Linked DNA regions of Gossypium hirsutum: region 1 is linked to region 2. A link is a contact called in public Hi-C data. All regions are on one chromosome and are shown on one strand. Each heading gives the region's core, a stretch centred on a gene start, on an enhancer-like site or on the middle of the called end of the contact. The rest is flanking DNA. Distances are from core to core; before and after follow the strand shown. Region 1 holds the start of LOC107922537. Region 2 holds the start of LOC107922316 (E3 ubiquitin-protein ligase RNF185-like).

The links. Hi-C and Micro-C count contacts between places; a contact is called where the count stands out from the background.
Region 1: a Hi-C map of leaf shows a contact between it and region 2, with 2.2 times the contacts expected there. The contact joins the promoter of LOC107922537 here to the promoter of LOC107922316 in region 2. A contact is called at or near these places in 5 of 34 Hi-C or Micro-C datasets (hypocotyl, leaf and petal).

What each region holds. Positions count from the first base shown.
Region 1 is chrD01:20,093,548-20,097,715 of Gossypium_hirsutum_v2.1, forward strand. LOC107922537 reads left to right here and starts at 2,559. Exons shown (of 3, transcript XM_016852622.2): 1 at 2,559-2,851; 2 at 2,938-3,252; 3 at 3,475-4,168. The coding sequence starts at 2,747.
Region 2 is chrD01:19,851,040-19,855,369 of Gossypium_hirsutum_v2.1, forward strand. It overlaps LOC107922316 (E3 ubiquitin-protein ligase RNF185-like), which reads left to right and starts at 2,660. Exons shown (of 2, transcript NM_001399843.1): 1 at 2,660-2,801; 2 at 3,129-4,111. The coding sequence starts at 3,160. The coding sequence ends at 3,870.

The DNA of each region.
Region 1 (4,168 bases), core at 1,309-3,808, 240 kb after region 2:
ATTTAATACGATCAGGCCGAGCTTGGAAAAAAATTTAGGCCCATTTTTCATTTTGAGCTAAGCCCAAGCTTAGAAAATGGGCCTAAAATTATGTTGAGGCCTATCCCAAACTTGGCCCAACCCATGATCACTTCTATCCTCTTGCGACATCTCATGTTTGATGTCGTGACTTTGACTTTGTAATGTTTTAAAAACTTTGCAATTTGGTCCTCAAGTTGGGGAGCTTGCTTACTGTTTTGGGGGTCGCAACACCGCAACCCTGATGTTCTGACACCGGCTTGAAATATTTTGATAACTTTATAATTTAGTCCTTGTTCGACCTTAAGATAGTAATGAGCTTTTGTAAGCTCGTATGTGACCCATAAATGATTATGGATTGCATTATATGTATATAATATGTGTATCTAAATTTATAATGGTTGAATTTTTATATAATTGATCTTAGTTGCTCTTAGTTGATCTGACAATGAATGTGGTATCTTGTAATTCGAACTCGATGATCGGGTTAAGCATGAGGTGTTACAAATACTATTAAAATTTTTTAAAAACAAAATTTAATACTATTTAAAAGGATTATTAAGAAGAACTTATATGAAATCTAAAATGGTCTCAAAACACATTTTAAGAAATTAAGACTTTATAAAATATTTTAAACGGTTTAAAAATCCAAAAACCCTAAAAATCAATAAAAATATATTTGGTATAATTACATATATTTTTATATTTTTCTTAAGCAACTTGTTACATTAAAGAAATAAATATTATTTGAGGAGTTAGCTTTTTTACAAAAGTAGGGCAGAATTATTAAATAGTATTACATAACTTATTCAAGTATTTATTTATAGAATAAAATAATTGTATCTTACATCTTTCATAATAATATGGCTTATTAGTTTTATCATTTTTGTACAACAATATGCTTTATTATTCCTAAAAACTATACCATATTTAGCAATGTTTTGCTCTAAAATATGGGAATTTTGCTTAATTGGTTTAAAAATGAGAATGCACACTAGTTTTTTAATCAACATTTACACATAATTATTAGAGTAATGAAAAACTTCTATATAATTAAATGATTTCATTTTACGCTTCTATCCTAAAAAAATTTATATTAATATAAAATGTTTATTTTTAAATATTAAATTAAAAGACATGAAATAATTTATATAAATGGTTACAAATTGTTGGGTGGAAATTAATATTTAAAAGATTTATTTATTTAAAAATTACTTTTAAAAAAAAGGTGGTGGGTGCAATTAAAAGGTACAATATACTTTTAATGAGAGAATTCGAGTTTGAACTTTGTAAACAATATTGTTGAGAGACACAGTCACAAATCTTAAAAGGATAATCTCCACAAATCGTAAAATAAAATAGAAGATACCTTAATTTCGAAAAATCAACCACACCAATTAGAATCCAATTATTAATAAACTTGCTTCAAATTAGTGGCGAAGCCTTTCTATTTAGGTTCTTTTATAGTTTATAAAATTTTAAATTAGTAAGATAAAACTATATTTTGACCCCAAAAATGATAAAAATTTAATCTAATCCTTTAATAATTATAAAGATATAAACTATTAAAATTATGAAATTACATTTTTTATTAACGTAAAATATACAATTTAATTCCGACCCCGAAAAAAAATTTCTAACTTCGCCCTCTAGTAAATTAACATTTCATTGCTTTCTACATTACTAATTAAATACATTAATTATTACTTTAAAAAATAATTTCATTTTATCTAAATTATTATTCTTTAAATTTACAAAATTCTTATCAAAGTATAATATTGCAAATTATTAAAAACATACTTAAATAAATTAATATAATATATTTAATCAAATGCATATTATTAATTTATGCTAGAGGCGTTCATAGGTCAGGTTCAGACTGAGCCCATATAAGGTATCTAGATTAATTTCTTAAGCTCGGGCCCGACCCAAAAAATGAGCTTACTTTTTTGTCCAAACTTGATTCAATTTAAGAAAGATAAACCCGGACCCAATCTGATCCGCCCATATTTGATTTTTTATATTAGTTTTTATTTAAAAATAATTCTTGAAAAAATATAATACATTAAATGCAGTAAAAATGCTAAAATAAAAGTTTTCTAACACATTAAAAATACATTAAAAAGTATTTATATTAGAAAACAATATAATAAATAAAACACAAATAAATATAATAAATATTTTATTGTATTAAATATAATTTTTAAAATTTTATATTTTGGGTTGAGTTATTTAGTTGGGTAAATATTTTTTTAGATTTTGGGTAATAAATTTAAATGTTATTAGATTAATGATTATATATATAATTAATATAATATTTTTATTAACATAATTTATATTCCGGCCGAGTTAGTCTTCAGCAAAAATATCTTGACTCATATAAAAAAATAAACTTTAAATTTTTCCCAGATTTATTTTTGGAATTTCATATTTTATCTAAATTCTTTTATTTTTTGATGCATTAAAAAAACTAGTTATTAGGAAACACGGTCAATTTCGGACCACCCATTAAACGTGAGTACGTGACCATGAAATCAGCGCCAACTTAGTACTCAGATTGGGCCCACAAGCCCATAACTGTCATTTCAACTTCAACCCCAGAAACATGTTACGGAAACGTAGTTCAAAGCGAGCGAGTTGAGTGAGTGAGTGACTCATCTGATCGTCTACGATCCGGTACACACTAACCTAAACTCCGGTAACGCAGCACCATCGGCAACCATCACCGATGATGAGCCGCCGTGTTTTCTCGTTTCTCCTCTTCTTCCTTTTCTCTCAGATCTTATCCTTCGCTTTCAATCCTCTCCAATCAAACAATCCCCAAATCGTACAGGTAAGAAAAAAAATCAAATTAATAGAAATAATTGATATTAAAGTTTCTTAATACTCATTAAATTTGTTTTTTCCCCTTCGGATCAGGATGTAATTGAGAAGATTGCTTTGAAGCAGAAATGGGAGCTGGAAGGGCTTAATTTTTCAAAACTGGAATTGAGTAAGGTTAGGTTCGGGACTGGCAAAAGATGCGAGTTCCGGATCCGATTTGGAAAAACTCATCTGCTCTTCAAATTCCCCGACGAAGTTTCTTCCTTGAAAAAGTTTACCAAACGAAGTAGCAACGATTTTCTTGATTTTGTCAATGAAATTAATTCCTCGGCCGTACTCGAGCCTTTTACAATGGAAGGTCCCTTCGAGTTACGCCTCTCTCCCGGTCACCAAGCTTCCCTCCTCTTTCCGGTATGCTTCTCTTTTTTCCCTTTTATTTTAATTCCTCATCAATTACATAGAAAGGAGTTGTTGGTTTTTTTTTTGGGGGGGGGGCTTAGTTAATCTTTAGAGATAGCTTAGAGTTTAAAGTTATCTTAATCAATGTTTGATTTGAATTATGTGTTTAATTGGACCTTTGCAAATAATAGTTATCAATAGTAGTAGTCTGAAGCTTGGGTATTTGGTCATCAGCTGAACACTTCACATACTGATCTGAAACGAGTCCTTGTTGGTCATGGCATCACTTTACAAGTAAATGGAGCTCAAGAGATCTCTCTTTTCCATACGTTTAATCTCGGTTTACCGGCAAATGAAAATGGTGTCAAGGAGAAGAGTAGTGGATATTGGCCCTTCTCGCATTCATTCTGTAGGTCCTTACTTCCTGTGCATGTTTTACGGTCGGTGTCTCTTGCTGCCTACCGAACTCGGAACCCTGATGCCCACATTGAAGCTCACTTCCCATCCAAGGATACTATTGAGCTGCTGCCTGAAAAGTGTTATGGGATTGATGGTTACACGAAACAACCTTTCCCCATAGATTCTATAAGTTTGAGGATAGCCAGGTTACAAAAAATCCTTAGGACATTTCTAGGTGATAGAAACAATCAAAAGCAGTTTTTAGGTTCTCTTAATGTGAAAACTAAAGCATCACCTATCGTTCATTTCCAGTTAGAGTTGGAAAAAGAAATTGGGAACAATGAGAGTGTTCGTGGTATGTTAGCTGAATGGAGGACAAAGCCAACTGTTGAGAGACTATGGTTTGATGTAATGACAAGAGTTGAAGGAGACAAATTGAAGCCCCTTCTGATAAAGAAGGTCCGACCTTTTGTTAGTGGAGATACAGTCTCATGGAGTAATTTATTGTCAAACATTTCTTTTACAAAGT
Region 2 (4,330 bases), core at 1,410-3,909:
AGATTATAACTCAAAAGTTATAAATAAAATTCTTTTATTTGCTCCAATATTCAAGTCTTATTTTTAACTTGAAATTTGTGTGTACATATAGTAACAAAAGTAATCTATTGTACTTGTAGTTTTTTACTTTCATGTTTCTTTTTAAATAAATATGAAAAAAGATTATGAATATAAAGTTATAATTATAATTATTTTATTAATAAAATTTTAATTATTAATTCTTATAGTTATCATCACTTAATTAATATTTCAACCCATTTTACATACTTATTATTTTAAATATGATTATCACTTAAATAATACTACAGTTATATACAAATTAAAACTAAAATTTAACATTATATATAAATTGATGCATTAACGAAGCATTTCGTTCAAATAGCATTTAGAGAATCACCCAAAAAGATTTGATTATTATTTGATATGCTCAATTTTTATTATTTTATTACTATTTAATATTGAATAATAAATATATTATTTGATATTAGCCTTTTTTAAGTTGAATGAAGGAATGAAAGTCAAAATGCAATTAATTTTATCTGAAATTAAATAAGTTGAGAAACAATAATCCCTTTTGATCAAAGATGATGACAATTATGATAGATTGAACATTAAAATGTTTTTTTGCAATATTATTAGTATATATTTTAAAATAAAATTTATTTTTATTGTTTTAAGGAAGTTCAATGCTTTAATATAATTTTATTTTAATTATTTTTAGGACGCTTGGTTTTTCTAATTCTTATACAATTTATTAAATATTTTTATTTAACTTTATTTTCAAAAACTTTTTAACTTAATATGGCCCCTTTATCGATAATTTTAATACATATTTTTATAGTTTTTTATTTATTACATAATTATTTAAATGATAATATTTAGACATTAAATTTTAAAAAATTAATTGTTTTTACAGACTCTTTAACCTTGCTCATAAGTTATATTGTTGTGTATTACAATGTATTGGATAGTTAAAATATATAAAATTTTTTGGTATGTATTTTAATACAATATAGTAATTAATTTTTATCAAAAGTTGTAATTGATGAAGTCACAGTTAAATATTTTATCATATAAATTTTACATTTTTCTAAAATATTTTATTATTATGTTATTAATTATTAAAATTTTAATCGCATAAAATCATCAAATGTATTTAATGTAAAAGATAAAGTAAGTATAATTTACTAAATTTAAAAAAAAATTCAATTTCTTATTAGATCTTTTTTTACTTTTATGTTTTTCTCAATAAATATGTTAAAATACTATTAAAATAATGTTTAAATTAAAAACTATATAAAAATTATAATTATTTTATTAAAAATATTAATGAAAATAAATATAAGAAATTACTTTAAATATAATTCTATGATATTGAAATTTAAAAAAAAAAATCTTCATTGAAAAAAATTATTTTGAATTGATATCTCAATAAATTTACGCATTAAACATTTATGAACTATTGTCAATATTTTTATTATATTGGTCTTAGAAGTATAATGCCTAAAATCTAATCATGCAGGTAGTTTCATTCTTCCACATTCTTGAGTAAATATGATAAAAATAATTAATATTAATTAAAATAACATATTAAAAATTACTTTAGATATAATTCTATCCAAATAAAAATTTTAAATGTGATAAAATATTATTTATATAATATTTAGACAAAAAATAATTATAAATAATTATTTTACTAATAATATTAACTAAAACAACCTATTCACAATAACTTTCAAGTATGATTCTCAAAACAAAAAATATTATTAGCAATTACGCAAATACATATTTTAAAATTCAAAATAATATTATTATTTATTGCATTTATAATATATCTAATTTATTTACATCTATTTTGAGAGACCATGCCCATAGAAATCTAACATTCCTTTTCTTTTAGTAATGATTACTTAAATTAATTATATAAAATTAAATTTTTTATTAAAATAAATTATATAAATACATATATTTACGTACAAGTTACCTAACGAAAAAAAAATTGCATATATTAAGGATTAGTCCGGTATCTGAGCCATTTTTTTTAAATTCTTAAAATTAATAAGGGTTTATATACAATTAGGTACTTGAATTTGGTTTTAATGTTTAATATGATACTTAAGTATTTTTGTTTCAATTCAGTACCTAAGTCCGGCTTTAATGTTCGGTTTGGTGCTTAAACTTTTCAATTTGATACTTGAGTTCTTTTGGTCCTAATTACCCGACTTTAGCTTCAATGTTCAATTTGATTCTTAAGTATTTTTTGTCACTTTTTTACTAGAGTTCACATATTAAATATTCACTGAACCACATAATACCATTTGTATCAAATTAGACCTTAAAGCTAAACTCATGTACCAAATTCAATATGAAAGACAAACTCAGGTAACAAATACTATATTAATAAAAAATAAAAAAAAGGACAAACTCAATGCGATAGTTGGAGCGTAGCGTTTACGCGTTAACATTCTAACGCCGGTAGTTGCCTATCCAAACCACAGGCGCAATCTAATAACGGGTCATCAAGGAGTCAGGAGAAATGAACCAACAGATTGTTGCCACGTGGGGATTCAAAAGCTCAAACGCTATTGCGTATTAAAACTTAGGAAAGAGGAATTATAGGAATCTTTCCGCTGTAAACGCGTCTGTAAATAAATACCAAGTTTCTTCGAAGAGTTTTTTTCTGCGATCTTCATCTTTTTCTTTTTTCTTTTCTTTTTTAGTTTTTATTTATTTTTGACTTCTTTGGATCGGTCGATTGCCATATCGATCGGTCCTTGTATCTCTTCAATATCTCTTTGAAGGTCAGTAATTCATATTTCTCTCTCTCTCTCTATTCATATTTCTCTCTCTCTCTCTCTTTATTATTTTTTTAAAAGCTAGATTTGTTTTTTTTGTTACCGTTGAATCGCGATTTTTGTCGTTAATTAATCGGGATAGATTTTGTTTTAATTAGTTAGGCTGATTTTCATAAGAGATCTGAGGTTTTTTTGAATTTGAGATGATTTGAGTCGTTAGAGGCTTTGGTTTTTATATGACAGCCTTCAATTTTTGGGGAAATTCTTGCAATTTTCTGATACTAGTGAATTTTATGATTGGTGTTTGTTTTCGTTCCAATTCGATTTTTGTAGGAATCGGAGTTTCGGAGGTCTAGGAAAAGAAATGGCAAGTGGGTTTGGGGAATCAGCGAGCCATTCTCCCCACAATCCATCTTGCTCCACCAATAATGCTAATGGTGATGCTGGTAATTTTGAGTGCAATATTTGCTTTGACTTAGCTCAAGACCCTATTGTCACTTTATGTGGGCATCTTTTCTGCTGGCCTTGCCTTTACAAATGGCTTCATACTCATTCCCGTTCTCAGGAATGTCCTGTTTGTAAAGCCCTTGTTGAGGAACAAAAATTGGTTCCTTTGTATGGAAGGGGGAAATCATCTACTGATCCTAGGTCCAAATCTATCCCGGGTGTTAATATTCCGAATCGTCCAGCTGGACAGAGACCTGAAACGGCTCCTCCACCAGCACCTAATCAGTTTCCCCAAAATGGGTTCGGGTTCATGGGAGGCTTGGGAGGTTTTGCACCAATGGCAACCGCTCGATTTGGGAATTTCACACTCTCTGCTGCTTTTGGTGGTCTTATCCCATCCTTGTTTAACCTTCAGGTCCATGGATTTCCTGATGCGGCTATGTTTGGTCCAGCTGCTGGTTTTCCATATGGCTTTCCAAGTTCATATCATGGTGGCCTTGCTCATGGATACCATCACCACCACCACCACCATCATCATCGCACCGCACAAGGCCAGCAGGATCATTATCTGAAGATGCTGTTTCTGTTTATCATTGTTTGTGTTATCTTTGCAATGATTTATCAATAGACCATATCTGCTATCAAAGCATAAATTGCTAACTTATTTTAGGAGTGCCAATCCGATATCTTGTGTAAATCTAATAAATGCATTTTCATTTACCTTTTTGTCTTTTACTTAGTGATTGAGGAATTTATTGTATGGCACTTCCCCTGTTGATTTTTGGTTCATCAGTTGGTTCGGCTTTGTATTTATGCTTTGGAATATCTTTCGCTGTCCTCTATGGCTAAAAAGCATCAATGTGTTTTAGCAACTGCAATACACTAATTTGGCTCTTTTTCTTTTCTCCCTGCGCATCTTTGGTTTCAGCAAGATTATTGAGTCATGAGAGCAAGGTCATGTGTTTTCAGCTTATTTATCCTAATTCCAGTCGTAATATCTTCAAGTGTTGGGTAACATAAAATGTAGCAGTATTTTATGTGCCTAGCTATTCATAAGTTAGAACTTCTTGCGATCTGAATAGATTTTG